Regions from separate parts of the Oryctolagus cuniculus genome. Here region 1 is linked to region 2. A link is a contact called in public Micro-C data. All regions are on one chromosome and are shown on one strand. Each heading gives the region's core, a stretch centred on a gene start, on an enhancer-like site or on the middle of the called end of the contact. The rest is flanking DNA. Distances are from core to core; before and after follow the strand shown.

What was found. Hi-C and Micro-C count contacts between places; a contact is called where the count stands out from the background.
Region 1: a contact with region 2 is called in a Micro-C map of ear pinna, with 7 times the contacts expected there. The contact joins the promoter of GTDC1 here to the promoter of ZEB2 in region 2. A contact is called at or near these places in 5 of 6 Hi-C or Micro-C datasets (ear pinna, embryonic fibroblasts, psoas muscle and 2 more).

What each region holds. Positions count from the first base shown.
Region 1 is chr3:98,117,208-98,124,040 of mOryCun1.1, forward strand. It overlaps GTDC1 (glycosyltransferase like domain containing 1), which reads left to right and starts at 4,025. Exons shown (of 9, transcript XM_070070977.1): 1 at 4,025-4,178.
Region 2 is chr3:97,907,429-97,913,818 of mOryCun1.1, forward strand. It overlaps ZEB2 (zinc finger E-box binding homeobox 2), which reads left to right and starts at 3,787. Exons shown (of 9, transcript XM_070070969.1): 1 at 3,787-4,054. LOC108176842 (a long non-coding RNA gene) reads right to left here and starts at 5,612. Exons shown (of 3, transcript XR_011387303.1): 1 at 5,442-5,612; 2 at 3,884-4,034; 3 at 3,267-3,779. It overlaps LOC103348754 (a long non-coding RNA gene), which reads right to left and starts at 71. Exons shown (of 3, transcript XR_011387304.1): 1 at 1-71. It overlaps LOC138849002 (a long non-coding RNA gene), which reads left to right. Exons shown (of 2, transcript XR_011387302.1): 2 at 142-476.

The DNA of each region.
Region 1 (6,833 bases), core at 2,775-5,274, 210 kb after region 2:
AAGAGAAACAGAAGTTTTAGAAGTAAAGTGAGAGAAATAGGAATGCTGGAAGATAGAAGTAAAATGGGAGAAATAGGAATGCCCGGAGATAGAGAAATAGAGAGAAATAAGGCCTCCCCTCAACATGCCAATTAGAAGGCTTGGATTCGGTCTGCCCGATTAGTGAGGCGATGAGCACCTGGGCGGCTAGCCGCAGGTCACCGAAGACAGGCACGAATTAACATCAGTAAAGCTTCCCCACAATGCAACAATTAGGAGGCTTGGATTCGGTCTGCCTGATTTAAGGCGGTAAGCGCCAGCAAAGCTCGACCAGAGTATGAGCTGCAGGTCACCGAAGATAGGCACGAACCAACACTAATAAGTCTCCCCCACAATAAGGCAATGAGAAGGCTTGGATTCGGTTTGCCTGATAGGTTTTGTAAACACCTGCAGGCAGTTCTAGCAGAGCAGAGCATGCGCTGCAGGGCACCGAACACAGGCACGCATCAGCGCCTAAAAACCTCCTCACAATGGCGAAGAGAGGACCCGGATTCGGTTTTCCTGATTGATAGGACTTGTAAGAGCCTGTGGCAACTCTAGCAAGTAGAGCAGAGTGTGTGCCGCGGGACACCGAAGACAGGCGCGTATCAACGCCAAAAATAAAAAGAAAGGGGGATCTGTGGGGAGCAAACCGGACTAGACTGTTACTGGAATTGGGACTTGTTCTATGCATCTGCTCTCCCACAGTATGGCGCTGGGAGAGAAGTAAACAGCTTCCGCACAGCTGCCTCCAGTTCAACCAATTAACTGTAGGACTTGCTCCTGATTGGAGAGCAGCGTACTCGGCGTGTGGGCAGCCGAGTTAGGATTGGCGGAGGAGGACTATAAAGGAGGAGAGAGACGGCATGCACCAGGAACATCTATGGGGAACATCTAGCTGAGGGAACCCGTGCAGCCCCCGAGAGAACCGGCCGGCGGTGTGCCGCTCCCCTGCGGAAGTGGGGAATGCGGCCAGGGGGAACTGCCCTTCCACGGAGGTGGAAGGGATAGTAGCCAACCCGGGAAGAACCAGCAGCAAACCCGGGGAGGGCCGAGCAGACGAAAGAACAGCGCAGGGTCCTGTGTTGCTCCTCCACGAAGAGGGGGAGCGACAATCGACTCTTGGTACAACCCTAAAGTCATCTGGGGCTTCTTATTTTTCTTGGATCCCCATATTTATTCGCTGAATCCAGGCCTTTTCCTTAATGGCACTGAAGACCATCCGTCCTTTATAAATCCCTCTTGCTTCTTCAGCATCTGACAATACTATGTCTCCTTGTCATTTCCTTCCTCTCCCCAACCTAATTACATCCAGGATGCTTTGGTATTAGAATACATTTCTTGGGCTCAAATTCAGGCCCCGCATCAATGGCTCTACTATGTCTCTTTAGCTTGGTTTGCTATGGTTCTAAAATGAATCTGCTTTCTTACTTCAGCTGATCTAACTTTCCCCAATTTTTTGGTACACTCTTTTTCTTTTTTGTGTCTTTCTTGAAGCAATTTCCTTTACTTTCTCCCCCTTGCAATCCAACCCACATTATAAATTTCCTTTTTTGTCTTTTTTTGTTCTTAACAAAGTCTTCCCTTCACATGTGTAGACTGTTCTCCAGCTTAAATGTTGGAATTTGTAATTGAGTCCTTCACTATTAATGTTGACATCATTTTACTTTTTTTTTTTTTAAGATTCATTTATTTGTTTGAAAGGCAAGGTTACAGAGAGACAGAGGCAGAGACCGAGAGAAAGGTCTTCCATCTGCTGGAATGGCTGCAATGCCTGGAGCTGGGCCCTTCTAAAGCTAGGAGCCAGGAACTTCTTTCAGGTCTCCCCCACGGGTGCAGGGGCCCAAACACTTGGGCCATCTTCCAGTACTTTCCAGGCCATAGCAGAGGGCTGGATCAGAAGTGGAGCAGGGGGCCCATGTGGGATGCCAACACTGCAGTCGGCAGCTTTACCTGCTACACCACAGAGCCGCTGGCCCCTCATTTTACTTCTCCTATTTCAATTCACCCATAACATTGCAATCTTAACAACAGGAGCTTTTTAACCCATACAAAAAAGCGGAGTCCTTGGCACTTTTGAAGATGAATGCACTTGGTAGCATTGTGGCACCAGAGACCAAACCAGAATTGCCTGGATCTTGTGTATGAAGCCTAACTGCGTGAGATTAAAGTTGTGCAACAGGAATCCTTGAACAAGTAGAATGAAATGTCCTCTGAAAGCAATACCTTGCTAGCTAATGCCAAGCTCAATTTTATAGATCAGTCAAACCATGTAGGCAAAGCTGCTAAGTCAAAGAATTCTGACGCTGAAGAGTTTACGTAAAGATTAACTCTAGCCACATGCTGGCAAGTACATGAAACTCTAGGTCTGAGTTTGAATCCCGGATTTGTTTCCAATTAAATTGAGTAATATTGAGTAGGCAACTTACCCTCTCTGGGCTTTAGATCTCTTTCAGTAAAACGGAAAGATTCCAACTGATGCTGAAGACTGGATACTTCAGTTACAAGAACGTATGATTCTATTTCTAAAGCAGAGAAACAGCCATTGCCTTTGGGGTTTCTCAGGTACTTGGTTCTACAGAATAGGATTCACTACTTTCCTGTGTAGTTGGAATTCTCACTCTCAGCCTTTTTGGCGTTCTCTCTTTTTTGTTTCCCAATTTGTGTGAAAGTGGGTGGACAGATGGTTGATTAGGCTTTCACATGCTTGTAACACTGTTGTTTGATTCAACAATGGTTTTCAACTTTGAGGGTCCACATAGAGTGTGGATTTTATTTAGAATGGAAGATAGCTTTATGTGTTCAATTTAAGGGTAATAATGTTTATTCACATAACTTAGAGCAACTTGTGGATGTTAACTCCAAAGGCCTAATCAGTTTCCTTTATTTTGGTGTGCTTAACTCATTTCCACAACACAGACTAATTCTTCCATCTTGCAGTTTTAAAGATGAAGTTGCCGAATAAACCAAACATCCAGTGACAACCGCGTGTTTTGCCTGTGACTGAATCATTTAACCCACAACTTCCTTCCAAAGACAAAATCCTTTAATTCAGAGTAACAGAAATTTAGAGGAAGGGACAAATACCTCATTTACCAAGCACACAAGAGACCTAAAGGCTCCTCATACTTTTTCTACTGACTGTGTATTTTATGAATAATAGAGCTGACTAAACGTGAGATAAGGTCGCACTGAAAAAAAAATTCAAAATTCGTGAATTATAAACCCCCACAGAAAATTCCATTCCGTAAAATCTAAGCGGTCATAATACATTATCACGTAAAGTGTATGAAAACCTGTGCAAGCCAAAAGATCATCAACACTGCAATCGCTTCGCGATTTTAACTGACCCAAGGTGACTCTACATGTTAAGTGCATTGCTGAATACGCAAACTATATTTGAAGTACACGGGACAGTCAGACCCCACAGGACGTGCCACATACAGGTAGAGGAGAGTGAGCCTGCCAACGAGGAGCCCACAGGGGTCCAGGGGAAGGGAAATGGGGACGCGCTGGCTAAGCAGGCGCCGAGGAGGTATGAGCTGCAGAGCAGTACAGGTGACGAGGAAGGAGTCGGGAACGCCCCGGAGCTCCGAGGTTGCAGCAGGCCGCGGAGAAGATCGACAGGCCAGCAGGGGCTGGCTGGAAAGCAGCGTGAGGAAAGCGGGGCCGACCTAGTGGGCAGCGTGGACCTTCCAGTACGAAAGGCTAGGCGCAACGCGGGCTCAGGACAGGACCAGAGGTGTAATGCGCAGAGTACGGAAAAGCTACAGCGGCGCACGTGGACGCCGGGAGAGGAGGGGAAAGAGCGCGCGAGCAGGCGGGGAGCCAAAGCGAGGCCTGCGGGTAGCGGGCAGGTACGACCGGACAGGGCCCGCGGAACCCAACAGCGCGCACCGCCCAGTCAGGCGCGACCGCAGCGTCAGGGACCCACAGCGCCCGCCGAGCGAGGGCCTCGCAGGAGGCGGGGCCTCAGCACGCAGGCGGGCCGAGGGGCGGGGCCTGTGCCTGACGCGCCCGGAGGCCGAGGCGGCCGCGGGCCGGGAGGGGCGGCGGCATCGGTGGCGGCCGCGGGGGAGGGGCCCGGCGTCAGCGCGTCGCCGGCTGGGCCGCGCCGGTGGCCAGGAGGGAGAGACAAGGAGGAGGAGGAGGAGGAGGAGGTGAGTAGGCTCCGGGCTGGGGAGCCGCGCAGGCCGGCAGGGAGGCGGGGAGCGCAGCCCCTCCCCTCCCCGCCGCCCGCCTCGCGGGGCCGCGCGGCGCGGAGTTCCCAGTGGGGCAGCAGCGGCGGCGGCGGCGGCGGCGGCGCGAGAAGTGGGGGTTGGGGGCTGGGAGCTGGGGGTGGGGGGCGGAGCTGAGGGCCGCGCGCTTCCCGGGCGCACGCGCCGCGCTCCCGGCGCCGCCGTCCGCCCGGTTGTCTGAGCGCGGTAGCCAGGCCTGTGCGTTCCGTGTTCTCTGTGCGAACCGGCCACGTCCTAATTTGTTCTCCTCGGCGTCCACCCGTGGTGCTGCCGGCTTCCCGCGGGCCGGCGCACTGCTTCCTCCTCGCTGGGCCTGCGAGGGTGGCGGGGGGCGCGTCGCCGTTTGGCGGCGCGGAGCGGGGGAGGGCTCGCTGTGGGGCCCGAGTAGGCGGAGGGGTCTCCTCGTCGGCCGCTGGGCCCCTTGCGAAGCGAGCCGGGCTCCCTGCTGAAGCAGACCTTGTCGCCTGGCCCCGCTGTCACCCTCACTCGGGGGTTGCTGCCCAGCGCCCACCCCCCTCTGTCCGCACAGCATGGAGGTCTCCCTGTGTCCCCCTCCCTCGATCCTTGCCTGAGGTTTCAGCACTTGGGTGTTTCCCTTGGCAGCTAGCTGTTCGGGGAGGAAAGGTTTTCTGACTATGAGTCTTGTGACTCCAGCAGTGTCCCCAGCTAAGTTGCAGTGAGACATGCATTTCAGCTTTAGCACAACTTTGAGGCTTCGGAGGGAACCGTGTTGCATTAGATTATCTTTGAGATCATTTTTAAGTTGGGGCCTCGGGGCCGCGTGAAGCGGGGCTTCACAGTTTTTCTCCACCTGTAGCACAGTTTGAAGTGGAAAACGTGCGTTGACGGCGATTTTCCGCACCAGGTGGATTTCAGTATGCAGCCCGCGTGTGTCCTGGCTCGCCTGGGTTTACTTGCTGCTATTCCTGAAGTTGATTTGAAAGCTTAACAGAGTGGTCAGGTAAAGAAACTGCAGAGATCAGTGGAGCCATTTTATTGGCTTCTGTTAACCCGTTTAACCCTATGCTGTAAGCATGACAGGTTCTGTAGGAACCCACATACCAAGTGCAGTATTGAATTTTAATTAGTACATTCTAGGTTTGTCTTGGAATAAACTCTCTCCCACTTTCCTTTTGTTCCATATTTTCCTTAGGGTCCCTGCTGCATTTAATGAAAAAGTTTATTCAGGGTTGGAGTACGTTTTGAAACATGAAACCAACTTTGACGAACTTGAAAGCAATGAGTATGTAAAATCTGAACTATCATGAGGTAGGAAGCAGTGCATTTTGTAGCAGTACCAGTTTGAGAAACTAAGATTGTTTCTTTACTCCTGTTTCGAACTCCTGTGGACATTTTAATCTGGTGAACTAGGGAAGCACAGAATTTTTTGTATGTAAGGCACCTTAGGAGTGTAATCCTATCCCATTGTTTTACAGAAAATTTAAGAACCAAAGGCAGTTTTTGGGAGAGATTTAGCAGCAGTTGAATAGAAACAGTTGCTTTAATTAACTAACAGTTTAGCTAGTTAATTCAGATACGCTCAATGGATATTCTTGTACTGTAGCTTGATTATGATATCTTGAAACTAATTACTGTTTTTTTTTTTTGCTTATATAAGTATATAGTTTGTGATTGAGACCCATTCCATTCATTAATAATGATACAAATTATATTTAGGAGTTATTTACATTCTGTCAGTTGAAACAAACGTTACTTCCTTAGTTTTGTTTGAATTTAGTAGTTATTTTCACTTATTTATTCATATTCTTGATTAAGATAGTCTGTATCCCTCCCTGGTGATTGGTATTTAAAAGCTCTTAGACTTAAGGTATATATAACCTGAATATTAGAAAGGGAGATCCTGTGCACTCGTAATGATTGAATTCCCACATCACCAACATCACTTTTTTTGGTGGGCCTCAAATGCAGGAGTCATGTAGTCTGAGTCTGCTTGGGGTGGAGTGAATTTTTTATATCTCCCATGGCATGATGTTTAATATAGTGTAAATGCTTGTGGCATTGTTGGACTTAATGAAATTTATCAAGGTAGTGGAGTGCTTGGAAGCCCTAATCAAAGTACCTCATTTCCTTTTGTGTGTTGAATCAGATAACTCTGTTAGAATGAGTTACAACATTGAGAGAGATAATGTGGAACCAAATATTGAAGACAAATTGGGAGGAGAAACTTAACATTGATAATTTTGTCCTTAAAATATTAGTCACTGTGAAACTGGAAGTGGACATTATTTAAATTTAGTTATGGAACACCTCAGTTGAGTTAGAAAATGGCAGTTTCCACTGGGGCAAAATTTGCCAAACATGAATTAACTGGTGCTCTAATTGTTACTGCTGGCCAAGTTCTAAAGCCTTGGTTTCACTTTACAGGGATATATTTTTCAGCATATAGACCTTTAAAAGGAACACAACTTTTGAAGTTCAGACTGCTTTGGCAAGCTATTCTGAATTGATATTTTAAGCACTTTTAGGTTCTGTTTGTTATGTTGAGCTTCATGTTGGCAAGAGAGAAAAACCCTGCATCTTTTTCTCTTAGGAATATTCTTTTTTTCTAATAAAAAA
Region 2 (6,390 bases), core at 2,537-5,036:
TTCCACAGCCCGCGGGCCTCCCAGCAGGGACGTTAGGGACGGTCTGAGGTTCTCTGGTCCTGTTTTGGTTCTGTTTCAAAGGGCTTCGCAGAGAGATGCTCCTGGATTTTTTTTAAAATAGACTTTCCCCTCCTATCCTAGGCTCAACTCCGAATGGATTGGATTGCGAGTTTGCACGTGAGAAAACCGTTTGGCTCGGCTTGGACCCCTGCCGTCCCTCATCTCTTCACACACACACACACCACACACACACACACACACACACACACACACACACGATCCTGGGGTCTCCCTTATCATCCTTGGCTTGCAACTCTAAAAAGAAGTTGTCCACCTCCCGCGTAACCACACAGGGTCGAAAGAATCCCTCCAGAAGAAAGATCAATTCCGTCTCTAAACGAGAACTGGTTCCTTCTTCCTCTTCTTATTTTCTCTACATTGTACAAAATAAACAAAATTTGCTTTTTAAAAAAAAATTAGCTGTGGCCAAATTCGAATTCCTTCTGCAGCCTGCGTGTTCAAGGGCAGAAACATTGTATCTCCCCGGGCATCTGGGGAGGGCGAGCGGAGCGGGGGGCGGGGAGCGGCTGTGAAAGTTGAGGAAATTGACAGACTGAGAGGTGAATGGGGGGACAGGCACAGGGTCCTGGCTGCCGGGAACTGGAAAACAAAAGTGCATCCTTCTCACCCTGCCTGAGTGGAGGGAATCCTGAGGGAGGCAATTTGTCTTACCCAAGGAAACCCTAAGGAATTGTTTTCTCCCCTCCAACGTCGACTGCAGTAGTATTTCACATTTGCATGTATGTATCTGTTGTTTTAATCCCCTTCCTCCGCGCTGATCTCGGAGTGGATTATTCATGGGGAAGACAAGACCAGAAAGGAGCAGTTCATTTGCAGGACTTGTTTTCCTGCGGGAGGAGCCCAAAGCCAGCAGCCCCCAGTCCTCTCTCGACTTTTCCCTGCGTCCTGCGCTCCTGCATCCCGCTGATCCCACGATCCCTATTGTCCCCGACCTGGCCCTCGGACTGAGTGTTCCGAACAAATTTATATGCGGGCTTCCTCCGGTCCCAACGCATCTGCGCTGCTGGGAACTCTCTCGGCCAAACGCCTGGGGAGGGGCGTGCCAAGTAGGGGCGGTGGGCAACCTAGCTGCGCGCTCAGCCCTCACAGGGACCCTTCTCGTGCCATGATCCAAGGGTCCACCTGGATGGAAACCTGAACTATTGGTGTCCCTTCCCTTGTTTAAACCCCATCAAATATTTGTGTATCGGAACTCCCTGTGTTAAATGTTGGGGGCTGCCTCCTGCCACTCCAACGATTACTGAGCCCGGGGTAATCAGATGATTAGGTGCTTTTAATGGTCTTTTTTTTTTTTTAATGTCAGATCCTAAGTAACCTGACATTTAATATACATAATAAAGACAAGTGTTTTGTTAGCTATTCGATTGGATCCTTTGACCTGAGGTGATGCTTCTGTGTATCTGGGCTGTAGGCTTCCAGTAGCTACCTGGGCTCCTGGAGGGGAGCTTTGCCTGAACTGTGGGCAATGGGCTCCTGCTTTCTCCAGCACTGGAGTAGGGCAGCTGAGAAGCAAACTTCCAGAGAAATCCAGATTCCAATTTTCTAAATAAAAAATGAGAGAGAGAGGAGGAGGAAGATATTCACAGTGGTGATAAATCTCAGAGGAGGAACTTGATAAGTCATAGGTATATTTAGTTTAGATATATAATGGCAAGATAAATGTAAAATATAAAATTAAGAATGTATCTGACCCATGTTGGAAATCTTTTTCTTGACTACTAAATTGTTTTTAGACTGCGGATCTTGAATATTCCTCTTTTGTAGGAAATACTTTATCTGTTATGGGGATGGGAAGAGACTCATTTATCCAACTATTCTCTTTGTAATAGACTCAAATTGGGAAAGAGGTGAGCCTGAGAAAATTGACTTTTTTGCAACCTGGAACAAGCTCTAACTGTGGTCATGCTGGGTGGTTATTACTCTCCCCCCTCCCCATACACACCCCACACACGCACTCAATAAATAAATATACGGAATACAAAACATACAACATACAAAATACCTCTGGGAGTGTGGATGTGGCAACCCATGTGGTGGCTTTTCCCTCTTTTGAGTGCAATTGCTAGTGACTCTTGCATTCAAAGTCTTGCTTTAGGCACACATTCAAAGCACAGTTCAAAGCAGTTTATCTTAATATAAGTAAAAGTCTAGTGTTGGATCAGGGTATTATTTGTTTCAGATTTCATCAGACTGAAAACAGAGGGCTGTAACATATTGAACAGTATTAACAGCGGAAAAATTGGTGTGAGACAGCTCTGTGTGCTCTTCCCACCTTCACCTTACTTTTCTAAGGAAGCCCAAAATATGTGGGATTGGAAGTTTATTTGTGCTTTGAGGTTCTAAAGTACTTTCACTCTTAAAAAAAAAAAAAAAAAAAAGCCTCCCAGGACTTTAAGAAATTGAGCCTGAACCATCGGAGGCTAAGAGATTTCTTCCTTTTCCGATAAATGCTTGTGTGCAGCATCCTCAAATTTGGCTGTCTTTATTTACTTCTATATTAGTTCCAATTATGTGCAGTGTAAACCAGCTTTTTGATGAACAAAACAGCAGAGCATTGGTTAAGAACACTTAAACTTCAAAAAAAAAATTCCCCTGGGAAGTGGGCTCTGAATTGGTTAATAATGTGCAGTACTTGCTAAATTGCTGACTTCCAGATGTGGAAAATATCTTTCTTGTTTAGGACCTATGTAACCTGATTGGATTACGACAGAAGCGTCACGTTGGAAGCTTTTGAGTGATTATTTAATTAACCATACAGTAGAAAGCTGTATTCTCCAGGAAATCCCTTCCATATTTGCATAACCAATCCCTTCAGAGCAAAGGTGGAGTCTTTTCTTTTTAATTTTACTTTAATTGCAATATCAAAAAAAAGTACTCCAAAACTCAGACCCCATGTCGTTTAATATCCCGCTCTCCCTTCCCTGCTAAGTTCCTCTATGGCCTTTCTCTTTTTCCTCCTTCCTCCCTACACACACTCTCTCACTTTGTAGTAAGGTCTCGGTGAGATGTAGAGAGACTCAAAGATCAGTCAACCCAGTGCTCTATGTTAATTTACTTAGAGACCCTTCATTAAAATGCCAAACTACTTTTAAATATTGGGTTCCAATCCCAATCACACACACACATACACACACACACCCCCTAAGATTCAGTTCACATACAGCATTTCTCCCCCTAGCTCTGGCTTTTTTTTTTTTTTTTTTTTTTTAATTTAAGAGAAAGGATAAAGCCGTGCTAAGATACTCATGCTATTAGATGTGCATCTCAAATCTGGTCACTTAAGCTATCTGCACAAGAAGAGGCAATATAGATTGAGGACCCGGGATCTTTCCCTTTAACTTTCGCCCCTCGGAGTTCTCCAGTTCTGTGAATGGTGTGCACCGTTTTCCGCCCTGTACTCTGTAGGATTTAGTGATGAGGATAATGATGCCAAAGGCTGGGGGGGGGGGGGGGGGCGTGGAGAAGGGAGGGAGGGAGGGAGGGAGGCGAGAGGGAGGGAGAGAGGAAGGGAGGGAGGTGGAATTTCATTTCTTCCACTAAAGCGTTTGCGGAGACTTCAAGGTATAATCTATCCCAGATCCTTTCCCAGAGAGAAACTTGGCGATCACGTTTTCACATGATGCTCACGCTCAGGGCGCTTCAATTATCCCTCCCCACAAAGATAGGTGGCGCGTGTTTCAGGGTCTCTCCTCTCTCTCCTACAGAAAAGAAAAAGAAAAAAATGTCATTAGAAGAGGCGTAACACGTCAGTCCGTCCCCAGGTTTGTGTTTCCTGGAGTGGCCGAAAGAGATCAGTTCTAACCTGCTCCGCAGGAATAACGGTCCTGCCTCCCGACACTCTTGGCGAGGTTTTGTGCAGTTTACTCCGGGAGCTGTTTCTTCGCTTCCACCTTTTTCTCCCCCACACTTCGCGGCTTCTTCATGCTTTTTCTTCTCACCATTTCTGGCCAAAACTACAAACAAGACTTCGCAGGTAGGTTTTTTTCCCCTCCTTTTTTCCCCTCTTTTTATCCTTTTTTTGGTGTGCTCGTCACCCATCCTCCTTTCTAATGCTCTCATTTTGAGTGGGGATGTGAGTGTGAAGTGAGAGGGGTGTCTGTGGGTAGGAATTTCAGGTGGGTGAAGTCTTTTATGGCGTGCTTTTCCCAAGAGTGGCTTCCTCGCTTTTTCTCTCACACTCTCGCTCAGTCTCCTTCCTTTTCTCTCCTTTTTGTCCCCCGCCCAAAATAATTTGCCCTGTACCTGTCCATTCAGGTAACCAAAGGTGCCTTTTGCTACCCTGCCTAGGAAAAGTTTTTTTGGGGAACTGTATGGCTGAAATAAAAACTCGTCCAAGGGAAAGCTTCTGCTGTATTTTTGCATCTACTTCCAAATCATTATAGTCAGTAATTAAAACTTGGCAAATACCTGTTAATAATTACAAAACTTGATCGATGCAAACCTACCAAATTTCGGGGGCCAGTCTTGCTGTTAGACATGGCAGTGCTGCCTCTCCCACCGGGGAAGGCTGTTTTCTAAGCAGAAAGTTGCCTGTTTTTGTCTGCTTAGCGAGTTTCATTTCTTTATTTCATTCTGTGTGTGTGTATGTGTGTGAAGTAACACCTCACTTCTGTGATAATAAATAAAGAAGTGAAAGTCCTCATGGAACTTGAGTCCTTTACCAAAGTGGAAGGGGGGGGCTCACTACAGCTGGGAAGAAAAGTACTTCAGGATATCTGGGTTTTAAATAAGCCTAACTTTTGAAATTGTATTTTAAATGGCAAAGTCTCATAGCCATAGATTTAATAGGAGACACACATACACACATATATCCCATTCTACACTTTGGCACTGGAAAGTCGAGGGAGAGATAGCAGGAGTTCCCAGGAAGAGTGGTGAGCCCTGCGAACATGAATGTGTTTATCTTCCACCTTCTCATATATTTTACATGCTCCTCCTGTAATGAGGAGGGCACGATTGCTAACTCCAGAGTTAGGAATAACAGGCAAAGATAAAGTTTATAGCACAAATGCCCTGTCTCTCCCTCACACACCCATGCTCATAAAGCTAACAACTTACTTTATTAAACATGTATTTATATTCAATCGCGTGTAAGTCTCAGCATGAATACAGACAGGCCAGCTGCTTGGTCCCAGACACTTGTGTGACCATTTCTTTATTTCAGGATTCCTCTCCCCCACCCTCACCCCAATTTCAACTCAACAGGACAGGCAAGAAATGATAAAATGTGTCAAACTTCAATGAAACGTCTCCTACTGTATATGCTTAGGTAAATTTAAGGTGCTTTCTGAAACATCCACTTCCCCTTCTCTCCGCACCCCCCCTCCCCTCTCAGCAAACGTGTGGAAACTGATACTCACTTTCCAGGTTTTCCGCAAAGCTGCTCGCACAGGAGACAATAGGTGCGGGGCGTGGGGACCGAGTGTGCTCGGCAGAGAAAGGGTTAATGGCCCTTGTGTTACAGTTTGCATCTGTTACATCTTTTATAGCCCCCTGTTTAAACTAATCCTGGAGGCACAGCATCTTCCCAACCTCCACCGAGTTTCAGGATTCTCCTCCTCTGCTGCCTGCCTCCGAGTCCCCTTTCTCCAAGTTTTGACAGTTTCAGCTGAAAACATGCAGCGCCTCTCTCGATTTTTAGGTACAAAAGTTTCGAAGCCAGAAAGGATACGATCATTTAGGACAGCTTAAAAGTCTTGCCGTGCTGGTTGGACTTTCTCTTTCCTTTCTTGGGGGGGGGGGGGGGGGAGAAAAAGCAACATTTCTGCTGGAACTATTTATGGGAACCAGCGTGGGGGAGTATGTGTGCGAGTGAGGTGGGGGCAAATACTTAAGCAAATATTGTCAAAGTGGCGGGGTGGGGGGGGGAGGGACGGTGTCCAAAGAGGCTTATAATTATATTTCTTATTGCGGCGGAGAATGGGAAATCTTAATTTGGGGGCAGAGGGCTGGGGGAGGAAGAGACGGTGCCTCGCTGAACTCTGAGAGGAGAGGGAAGGGGAGGGGGCGCGGGGCGAGTGGGCTTCCTATAATTACTATTATCAATTTGCCCGAGTGTTCTTCATCCAGGGGCTGTTTCGCGTTGTTTGTTTGTTTCTTTCTTTCCTCTCGGGAAATGGGGCGGCGGGGGGCGGGGGGGTGGCGGTGGCGGTGGCGGTGGCGGTGGTGGCGGCGGTGGCGGTGGTGGTGGTGGCGGTGGGAGAGAATGAGGAAAGATGAGAGCGAAAGAAAGCCTCGCCTCACCCCAAGTTCCCGAGCCGGGCTGAGCACTTTTCGGAGCAAAGGGTCCGCCTAGCCCTGGGTCGGGCA